Linked DNA regions of Mus musculus: region 1 is linked to region 2. Evidence: chromatin contacts called from public Hi-C data. All regions are on one chromosome and are shown on one strand. Each heading gives the region's core, a stretch centred on a gene start, on an enhancer-like site or on the middle of the called end of the contact. The rest is flanking DNA. Distances are from core to core; before and after follow the strand shown. Region 1 has its middle 23 kb from the start of Tprg. Region 2 has its middle 47 kb from the start of A230028O05Rik.

Region 1 (5,284 bases), core at 1,056-3,555, 250 kb before region 2:
ATGGGAAAGGAATACTTGAGATCAAATCAATTAAAAAGAAATTCAAGGCACTGTCAGAAATGGATATTTCTAGAAAATCAAGTCAAGCCTTACTTACTCTTCAAGATGGAATGAGTGAGGTCTTAAGTCCCAGCACTTCCCTGGGACAGGCAAGGGTATCTAGAGATGACGTAGCATTCTCCATCTCTCTATTCCCATCTTCATCTGTCCTTAGTGAGCTTCAGAGAGAGGTGAGCAACTGCAGCAAGAGGGGAGGAGCCCCGATTCCCACTTGAAATGATTCCAGGAAGGAAAAAAAAATGTGTAACCACCTGACTTTGAAGCATCTTTATAGATCCCAAATGTCATCCATGTTCAAATGGATCCTTATAAGTGACAATCCATTGATTAGACAATTGGTCATGCACTGTGGCTGAGGACATGGGGGAGCACCATGGTTCTCTTGCTCTAGAGTTTGCTGAGGGGAAGCGAGCATGAAATGAAGAGTTCTGCCACTGACTGAAGTGAGTAAGAGTCTCCTGTTCCACTGCCTTGCCTCTAGTCATCAAAAGCAAGCGGCTGTGGTACATTTCCATTTCCTTTAATGAAGGCTAGAACAGCCCAAAAGCATTAGCTATAGAGTGTGATATTCACTTGCTTAATGTTTATTGAACTTGGCAGCAGCCATATAAAAGAAGTCGGGTCTAGGAGCTCTCAGGGAAATAACAATGAGCCTAAGGAAGATTCATTGTGGAAGTAGTTATCCGGCCACAGGGAACACACTGAGCACTGTGGGAAAAGTCACTGAGTGAGTTAGCATCTTTGCGTGAAGGCTTCCAAGGAAAGGTGGGGGCCGGGTGGGAAGGCATGGCAGATAGTGGCCAGATGGTGAGAAGGAGGCAGTTCCGGACACAGCCTTGAAACAGCGAAGTTATGTGGGAGAGTGAGAGCAAACTGACCCTGCCGTGCAGATAGAGTGGGCAAAGCGTGAGTAAAGACAAGGAACAAGAGGGCGAATCACAGGAAATACTGCTTGGTGGGTGGGAATCTGCGGTTGGCACCAGAAATGGCATTGGGGAATGGAATCGTCTTTGCCCATCAGGAGGCCACTCACGCTTGGTCAATTATTGGTCTGAAATTTCTCACCGAAGGCAATGCCATGCAGCCAGCCGCACTCTGTCACAAATCGGGGTCCTGCAGCCATATAGCGGAAAGTTCTTGAGTACAAAGTGAAGTTTGAGTATAAAGTGTGGTTCGTAGACCGAATGCCGCTGTGAGATGTGAGGTGATGCTTCTCATAACTGCATCAGGCAATCTGTGGGTTGGGGATGACAAGTAGGTTGGAGACACCTAATGTGGGTTGATACATGGGGTGGCAGACAAAAGATGCTTAGTAGAGACTAGAGAGATGGCTAATACCAACCTTTCTCTCACAAAATAAAACTAGAAGCTAGGGATGAGGGATCTAGGTCCTGTTTGGAAACTGACCAATAAAATTGGGATGACCATGAAACTAAATGTTTAGAACAGGTCTAGAACAGGGGACTACTATCTCAGACCTGATTTATAAGTAGCCTACTGTAGGCTGGACAGTACAGTGGGCTCTAAAACCACAAAGGTGTTGATCATATTAGGTTAGAACCTCTCCTGCAGCAGGGGTTATTAAATGTGGCTCTATTGAGCCATTTGGCCTGTCAAAAAGTGTTGGCATGCACCAATCATGTGGGACATGGTGTTGAAATGACTTTTGACCTACAAACTCTGTCTTCAGTCATAACCATGATGTTTCTATGTATTTCAAATAATGACTTCCACTGATGAATACTTGGAAAGCTTATGTGCAGACAATGGAGGTCTGCCTTTTATCAGCAAACTCTGACCCCATTATATTCTGGCTTAATGCTCTAGAGCAGACCTGTCTCCTTGGTTAGGCATTTCAAGGATCCTGGGGTCTGATCCTACCTTTGTCTCAGTTCGTTCCTGTCCCTTCTTTCCCATATCCCTTATCAACAAGTCGGGTGCTAACCTAGCAAAGGGGTGTGCTCTGTATGTAGAACAAGCCTCCTCCTTTTTGTCAAAGTGACAAAGTGACAAAGGATGCTTCAAGACTCAACTCAAAGGTATTCTTCCCCATGCTACGTCTTGATAACACCTTGCACATTTTACTTTAAATGCTAGCATGCCAATTAAGTCTACTGGACTGATTGTTCCTCAAGGCCAGAAACCATGTTTATTCATTGTTGCTTTTCTATATAGCGGACCCTTTTCTAAGTGAAGAGGCTAACTCAAGCTGCAGTGCAAACTATGACCACCAGATGGCAGTAGGTGGACATTTTGTCTCTCTCCCAGCATGAGGGAGAAGAAGGGTTTGTAACAAGTGCCTTTCATCTCTGCCCTTGCAGACAAACGTGTCTCTGAAGACAGAAAGAAACCTTTGACTGGCTAGTCGGATTCCCACACCCCCGAATAAGAATAACAGGTGGCCATTGTATTCTCCCTTTCCTGACAACTCTGTCCCTTAGGCTCAACTGTATTCCATGATGCAGGAACATAGATATTTCAGTTTGATCTTCACAAGGACAAGGTGACCGTCTTCTCAGGAACTGGGAGGAATGGTCACCAACACCCACTGATGGTCAGCGTCTGTTGAGGTCCCAGAGCTTCCTGCCCACATCCATCTGTCAGACCCGAGCAACTGACAAATGTCAGACAAATATCCAGTGCTGACATTTTTTTCTAAACGTTGTTATTGTATTTTTGCTTGACATGTAATAGGTATACATATTTTTAGGCACAATAGGCGTTAGATATAAGAATATTTTGAAAAATATAAATAAATAAAAATTAAAAATAAAAAAGAACATTTTGTGTAATAATCAGTATGGTATTTTATCATATCTAAATTACCTCAGCCATTTATAATCTTTTATTGTGAGAACACTTAAATTCTTCTCTTGTGGAAGGTGTTTGGAAATACACAGAGCAATACTCACCATAGTTATACAGTTGTGCTTATAGTGACAGACAGACCGTCTTCCTTTTACCCAGTTAGGCATAGGCCAGACTCTCCCTTCCTTCGCCTCCTCTCTGCACTGTCTGATTACCACTTTCCCAGTCTACACGTATGACATCAGCTTGTTTTGATTTCTCAAACGGGTGAGGTCATCCCTGTGGTATTTGTCTTTCTGGGCCTGTCTTGTTTCCCTTAGCTATGCCCTCCAGACTCATTCACAATACTGCAAAGTTAAGAAGTCAACAAGTCTTAATGACCAAATAATATTCTTCTGGGTATAGATAGACAGAAGTCATAAACGTTCCACTGATGGACCCTACCATTGATAACAATCCCAGGCTTTCGTGAAAATCACCAGCAATTCCCTGCGCATGTGTAATACTGTGAAGCTAGTGTCTTCCCTGAGGACTTGCCAGCTTAGTTGTTGAGCACAGTGAGACAGCCCTAAGCTTGAACTTTGAAGCAGCCTAGAACCAGAATCCCTGACTTCTTTGTGTTTGCTGGTCTCTGAAGTGCCCCAGAAACCAAGGGACTCTGAAGTGATGCCCAAGCCAACCGAACAGCTCTAGAGGCACGCAAAAGTCCTCTCAGCCCTAAAGTAAAAGGGCCAAGAGTTTCCCTTCCTCGTTCCTCTATCACAGCTAGCTTACACTCTTCTCTACCCTCTACTGCCTATTGGCATGGTAACCGGGATGCAGAAAACGGGGGAAGTGTCTATTACTCTCTCCATAATTCTTGACAGTCCAGCTCCACCAGTTGTTCCCTAAGCCTATTCTCCTGGTTATTTTTTTTGGCAGTTTGACATAGCTGGAGTCATCTGAGAAGAGGAAACCTCAGTTGAGAAAGGGCCTCCAACAGACTGATCTGGAGGCAAGTCTGGGAAGCCTTTTCTTCATTGATGGTTGCTGTGGATGGACCCAGCTCACTCTAGGGAACCTTCCTCTAGGCTTGTGGTCCTGGGTGCATAAGAAAACAGGCTCAATGAGCCAGCAGCCCTTATCTATGGCTTCTGCTTCAGTTTCTGCCTGCAGGTTCCTGTGTTGGGATCCTACCTCGAACCCTTTCAATGGACTGTGACTTGGGATACATAAAGCAAACACGCCCTCCTTCCCCACTCCAAGTCGGCCTTTAAAATTTTCAGCAGCAGAAACCAAACTAAGAAAACTATGGGCTTTAAAAAAACCACTATTAGAGAAAACATCATCTTCAAGTATGAAGCCTAATATTTGAGTAAGATTCCACAAAGCCTAACTTCTCTTAAATAAACGCAACCCTTTTAGTTCTAAGAGACTCTAGGTGTCTTCCTTGAAATTAAGTCTCTGAAAAAGTACCCTTCCCCCAAAAAATACACTGTTTCATACATCATAGAATGGGTATGATGCATATGTCAAATAGACCAGGGATCAAAATCTGGCCCAGTCATATCCTGACTCCCTTCCTGTGGTAGGGTTACATTGCCTCTGCCAATCGAAGCTTCCTTATCTATAAAAGCAGCTTAGATGATAAGATAGGCAAGTGTTGAGGAGAGTTCCAGTGTGCCACACACAAAATAAGTGCTAGCAATTATCATTAACATTCAAATCTGCAGAAGTAGAAGCGAGAAGACACAGCTCCCGAGAAGTAAATCTTGATGTTATATTTAGCCAATGCAGAGAAATGTAAAGATCCCAAATCTCTCCATAAATCATACTAGAACCCATTCTTTGGGGGAGATCCACATAGAGGCCTTTCTTCACTAAGACTTACTCAGATAGTAAGCTGTGACAAGCTAAGAACAGGTAAAGAAGATACAACATTTACAGCATGGTCTCTGCCCTCAGTTAGCTCACTGGATATGAACATCTACCCACAATACTTAGTATTCAGTGGGTGAATGTACCAGCCTGGTACACACAGATTCAGAAGCCACCCAGGAGGGAGTGAGAGTCCCTGCCCCTCAGAGGACCCTGAAAGGCTATCATGAGCTAACCTTGGTCTTCCTGGCAATGATTCTACCCAATAGCATTGTCTTTGGAGAATACATTATGAGGTCTCATACCTTTAACCTTAGCACCAGCTGTCCTTTCTGAATACTCGCCTGCTGGGAAGTGGAAAATGGTCCCAAGTCTTCCTCATGAGCTCTGGTAGCCTGGCAGCTCCTTCTTCCCCAGCTGTGACCTCATGGCATATCTGAACTGCATCTCTTTATTAAGAAAATCAATGTTCTGTAGCTGACATAAATGAACGAATTTCAGTGAACCTCTCCTACACTCAGTGCTCACCACATGTCAGTCATAAGAAGGAAAGCCAGCA
Region 2 (5,532 bases), core at 2,394-4,893:
ACTATGAATTCCAGAGAAGGGGAGATGGAGTCATGAGTAAAGACCAGACTAACGAGAACTTTCCAAGCCATTGAGTTCCAGCTTTCACATCTGAGCAGTGAGGTTGCCGTGTACCATGATGGCTACATGCCCTGGTTTTGACACAGGTAATGACATCAACAGGAAAAAGGGTACAGGGTTCACAGGCAGAAAAATATGGGCTTTGGTTCTTCTCCATACCCTGTGAATCTAAATGAGCCTTATTTCCTGTAGAAATAGGAAGAGTAGACATCATGCTGGTGAACTAAAGGAGAAGAGAGCTGTTATCTCTGTTGATTATATGATAAAATATAAAATTACTAGTAAAGATGTCTTGCCAGTATTTGAGTAAGATGTATCAGAAGACTTCAGAGAACCATTCTACTCTATGATTCTCTCTTTGACATTTTTGTCTTTAGAAAATAAAGGATATATGCTAATAATTTGTTCCAACTGTGAAATCAATATAACATTGTTTATAAAAGCAACTTGAAAAAGTATAATTTTCTTATCTGCTGACTACATAGTCCTCAGATTGCTTATCCTGATAAAGTCACTGTGGCTTCTCATGCAAGATTCCTTATGACCTCAAACTCAGGATCTTTTGTGACTCTTAGGTAAAAGGAAACAATATGAGAATCTTCTTGCTTATCCTTATGAGTTGTACTCAGCTCCCTTCCACAATGTAAGAGAACTAGAAGTTCTTTTTATGGGTCTAGAGAGATGGATCAGAGATTAAGAGCACTGACTGCTCTTTTAGAGGACCAGGATTTGATTCCCAGCACTCATGTGGTGGCTCAAAACTGTCTGTGACTATAGTTCCAAGGGATTAGAAACCCTCTTGTGGGCTCTGTAGACACCATCCATGCACACAGTGCATGAACATTTATTCAGGCAAAACATCCATAAGCATAAAATAAAATTAACCCTAAAAATATGTGTCTGTGTTTCAATGCCATTTTCATCCATGATGTCTAAACTCGGTGGTCACTTTGACTACATCTGGAATCAACTAAAACCCAAGCAGATGAGCACACCTGTGAGTTTTCTTGATTGGATCATTTGAGTTAGGAAGACCTGACCTAAATCTGGAACATTTTATAAGGTCAGGAGACCCATACTAAATGTGGGTTATATTTTCTGGAAGCAGCCTCCTTAAAAGAACGTGGGACAAGAAAGCTTTTGATTACTTGCCTGCTAAGACATTCCGTTGTTGGTATTGGAATGTGCTTCTTTAGGACTCCAAAGTAGACTGAAGACCAGCTGAGATATCCAGCCTCATGCACTGAACATTGGATGGGCTCTTGGCCTTTCTGTTGGGAGACAGTCATTGTTAGACTAGCCAGACTACAGCCATCTCTATATATGTATGCATATGTGTGTATGTGTGTGTGTGTGTGTGTGTGTGTGTGTGTGTGTGTGTATTGTGTGTATGGATATATGTGTGTCAGAGTGAGCATGTGGAAGAGAGAGCATGTGGAAGAGCGAAAACAATGTATGGGAGCCAGTTCTTTTCTTCCTCCATGTGGACTCTGGGATCTAAACTCAGGTTATATACATTCATTCATTCTATCATTTCTCTTCCTCTAGAGATCCTTGACTACTATACTGTCTTTGCAAATAATGTCCATCAAGTAGACGTTAAGTAAACTGTGGCACCATTTTACACAGGAGCAAAATAGAGCCATGAAGATGGTGTTGTAGAGCAGATGCAGTTGAGAAATTGTTTAGGGAAAATTAAAAAAAAAACAACAAAACAAACTAAGATGCTGCAACTGCACTCTAAATTATATGTTCACTTGTATGCCAGTCGGGGTGAGAGCCAAAACATGGTATCACTGTTTATGTCTAGACTTTAGTGGTCAATGTGAGTGATTTTTCCTGATGGATTTTGTGTCTGGTGACACAGTTTTGGTTGCAGAAAATGAGAATGAATCTATTCATGCTACTCAGGGAGCAGAGGCCAGGCGTTCTGCTAAATGCCAATGTAAGACTATGATTTAGCCCAAAATATCAACCCTGGCCCGTTGAAGTTGTTACTCTAGGTGATGAGATCACAGAAAGCCACAACTTTCTTTTTGCTGGCTTGTGCTTTCTATTTTTCCATAATGAGCATACATATTTGTACAATCTGTTTTTTTTTTAAGTACATTGCAAATTTCTGAAAAGATTGTGGGAAAGTCTGCAGTTTTACTATGACATCACTCATGCAAACATGCTTCCGCACTGTCACTCAGGTTTTCTTGTCAATGCCATCCCTCTCTGAACCTATTTATTTAACCTGGAGTCCCAATTTAACATAGCAGATGATTCCCAGACCACACTCCTACTTGTGTTCTCAGATGAGGCCTAAGTCTTTGGACATATACAGCCTGCCAGCAACTCAGCGAGTTTTCTTCATAACTTGTCCCTTATGTGGTCCCCTGAGGCATCTTGCTGGAACTAAAAGGTAGCTCAAGGTCTGGCAGAGAACACAAGATCTCTGGGTATATCTACATTCCCCGGTATATGTCCTTAACAATTAGAGGTTGGCTCCTCTTCATTGTCTCAGGAAATCTTTCTAAGGGATGGGTGTCCATGGTCATCAAAGCATGTTTGCTTGGAAGTTCAATCAATTGAAGAAGTGGTTTATTCCACCCGCAGACTCATCGCTCCTCACGCACATTAGACTTAATTGGTAGCTGAAATCATGACGATTTAGCAGAGCCTCTGAATTTGATGGCTGTGGTTTCTGGGCCACCAGATATAGTTCAAAAGCAAAAAGCAATCATCTCTGCCATGAAATGAGTCCTTCCTTCCAATTCCCAGAGAGCTGAAAAGTCCTGTAGGGGCTGGATTTTTCTTTGACCCTCAAACTAACGGAAACTCATATGTTATAGATATGACTCACTGAGAGAAAAAGGAATTCCAGACTTGCAAAGGGCTAAGGAGCTTCGGTTAATTTTACTGTGTGTGTGTGTGTGTGTTTCCTCTAGAATGTTCTTTTTCCCAAGAAAATGAGAAGGGCTGAAAGTCTTGCAGAGAGATTTTTTCCCCTTTGCCAAAGGATTACAAGCTTTCTATGCAAGTAGCAATGTACAGTTGAGCCTAACTGCCACCAGTGAGGGCAAAGGGGAGCTGAGGTAGCTTATTGTTTAGAGGAAAGCTTAACTGTAGAAACATATGGAGGCAATGATATATAGAAGTAGTTGATGTATGCATGTATGCATGCATGCATGCATGTATGTATGTATGCATGTATGTGTGTATGTATGTATGTATGTGTGTATGTATGTATCTATATTGTATGGATGCACATGTGCTACAAGGAACATGTAGAGATCATAGGACAGAGAGGACAACAGAGTGGGAGCTAGTTCTCTTCCTCCACCACGTGCACTCTGTGGTCTAAACTCAGGTTATCAATCTTAGAAACAAGGACTCTTACCTGCTGAGCCACCTTGATTCCCTCCGGTCACATATCTTTGGTTATGTATCCATAGTAACACTGGGGTGAGAGAATGAAACCACTCTGTCTCCCATGAGACCACTTTGAAAGAAAGGTGCCCTCCATTTCTAAGCCTGAAAGGCATCCCTGCTGCTGTGGTTTGGCTGACTTCATTTTCTTTCTGAGTAAAGTCATCACTAGTCATGTCTCCAGTGACTTAGTCCACACAGAGCATGGCTCTGAGCCTCTTTGGAGTGTGCAAACATCAGCCATCTCCCAGAGGACAGAACAAAGAACAATCTACAGGGAGGAGGTGGAAACTGTTAGCAGCCCCAAGGTAGGAGGACTTGTTTTTGAAGAAACAGCTGCTGAACAGAAGAGAGACTCCACATTCAACCACAGTTCCTTGGCTTGACGTCTTAGCAATCCTGAAAGCCTCAGAATAAAAACGGGAAAGTATAAGGGCCCTCTCCAGCTCACATAGGCAGTCTGGTCCTATTTGGGTTTCACTATTATTTATAGTTTTGGTGAATATCTCAGAACAATCACAGGGCTAAACTGAAGCATACTCTTGGGAGCTCGGAGTTCCAACTCCCACTTCTACTGTTTTTAGTCTCAAGTGGCTGTGACAAGAGGAAATCATTTTGTCCAGACAGTGAAGTAGAACAGCAGCCTGGAACTTTTCCATTGTGCTGAAGCAGGAAAAAAAAAAAAAAAAAAAAAAAAAAAACACGCCAGAGGAAGTAATATTAGTCAGTTTTTAGTCACACTAAGAACAATGGGGTAGTTTAGGTTGGCTTGACATCACTCGTTTGCATTCACTATGGCTCAGATGAAGCCACTCCAGTTGTGCAATTTCCTCCATGTTTGAATGAGTCAAGACCCCTTATGCCCTGTTACAATACAGAAAAGACCCCTTCTCCTCCCATTACCTTACAGAATATAAAACAGTTCTTCACGGGTCACAGGGAAAATATTTTTGCATACCAACCAACAAAGATCTGAAAGGGAAAAATAATGCAGTAGAATTTTGTCACCGTGGAGGTGACAAAGGACAAGAGTAAACCAGCCGATCATATTTTCTCCTGAGGAGCATAATTGATTTCTTCCTGCTCAGTGACCTCACAGGAGATAACACTCATCCCACAGAGACAGTCTTTCATTCATGTGTTTATTCATTCATGCATCTATGCAGTACATATTAGCTCAAGAACTTCATATGTCCTATATACGGGGCTGAATAAAACACAGTCTAGATGGAAATTTAGAAGTAGGAAATAACGTTTAGTTTTTTTCTACATATGAAAAAGCATATATCAGTGGTACGAAGATATGTAACAGGAAAAAATACTGTCATGGGCTTCATATATTTATTAATTTATTATTAAATTATACATACCATCAGCTGTTGTTTTTAACAAAATATCAATCCTTTGATTTTATCAATGAAGACTTGGAAGCCAGATGCTGGGGTGAAAGCCTGTTAGCTCAGAGAGGCAGAGAAAGGATCCAGCTGACCTTTCCTTCTACTTCCTGTGCATCTCTCTATCCATCTTCCTGACTTCCTCTTACTTGCTATATTTTTTTTCTTAATAATCCTATGTTCACTTCCTGTAAATTGGTCTCTTGCTCTGCTTCTTCATCTGTGGTTGAATTTATTTAATTCTATTTACAATATTCAAGCAGAAAACTCTTGGATTAAAGGTGTGTGCTAAAGCTGAGCCGCACCACAACTAAAAACAGGTTTTCCCAGTAAACAAGACAATCTCAGGGTTTATGGTGTGATCAAATACCCTGTAGCAACTGGCCACGAACATTTTCTTGAGAATCAAAAAAGCTAGAAAGAAAGCTGAAAGATTTCAGGCCATGTTCAGAAAGTTTTGTTATATTCTGTAGAAGAAAAGAGGGAGGGAGAAAGAGGCAGGCAGGCAGGCAGGCAGGCAGGCAGGCAGGCAGACAGACACACACACACACACACACACACACACACACACACACACACACACACACACACACAAGGGTGAGGTATAAAGAGTAGGAGAACAGTGGTGTCTACTTTGTGCCTTGGAAATTCTAGGCTGAAATTC

What was found. A called contact is a pair of places that touch in the nucleus more often than the background predicts.
Region 1: a Hi-C map of olfactory sensory neurons shows a contact between it and region 2, with 3 times the contacts expected there. The contact joins two enhancer-like sites. A contact is called at or near these places in 2 of 39 promoter capture datasets (liver and pre-B cells), 1 of 484 Hi-C or Micro-C datasets (olfactory sensory neurons) and 1 of 115 datasets of contacts at active chromatin or transcription factors (fibro-adipogenic progenitors).

What each region holds. Positions count from the first base shown.
Region 1 is chr16:25,260,967-25,266,250 of GRCm38.p6, reverse strand. No RefSeq gene overlaps it. Among named protein-coding and RNA genes, the nearest start is that of Tprg, 23 kb to the left of the region's middle. Within about 2 kb of position 2,305, at least 86 of the 459 cell types and tissues checked have an H3K27ac peak or open chromatin away from gene starts, as enhancers often do. A contact at or near this core is called in olfactory sensory neurons and pre-B cells, where this site is marked.
Region 2 is chr16:25,009,817-25,015,348 of GRCm38.p6, reverse strand. No RefSeq gene overlaps it. Among named protein-coding and RNA genes, the nearest start is that of A230028O05Rik, 47 kb to the left of the region's middle. Within about 2 kb of position 3,643, at least 82 of the 459 cell types and tissues checked have an H3K27ac peak or open chromatin away from gene starts, as enhancers often do. A contact at or near this core is called in olfactory sensory neurons and pre-B cells, where this site is marked.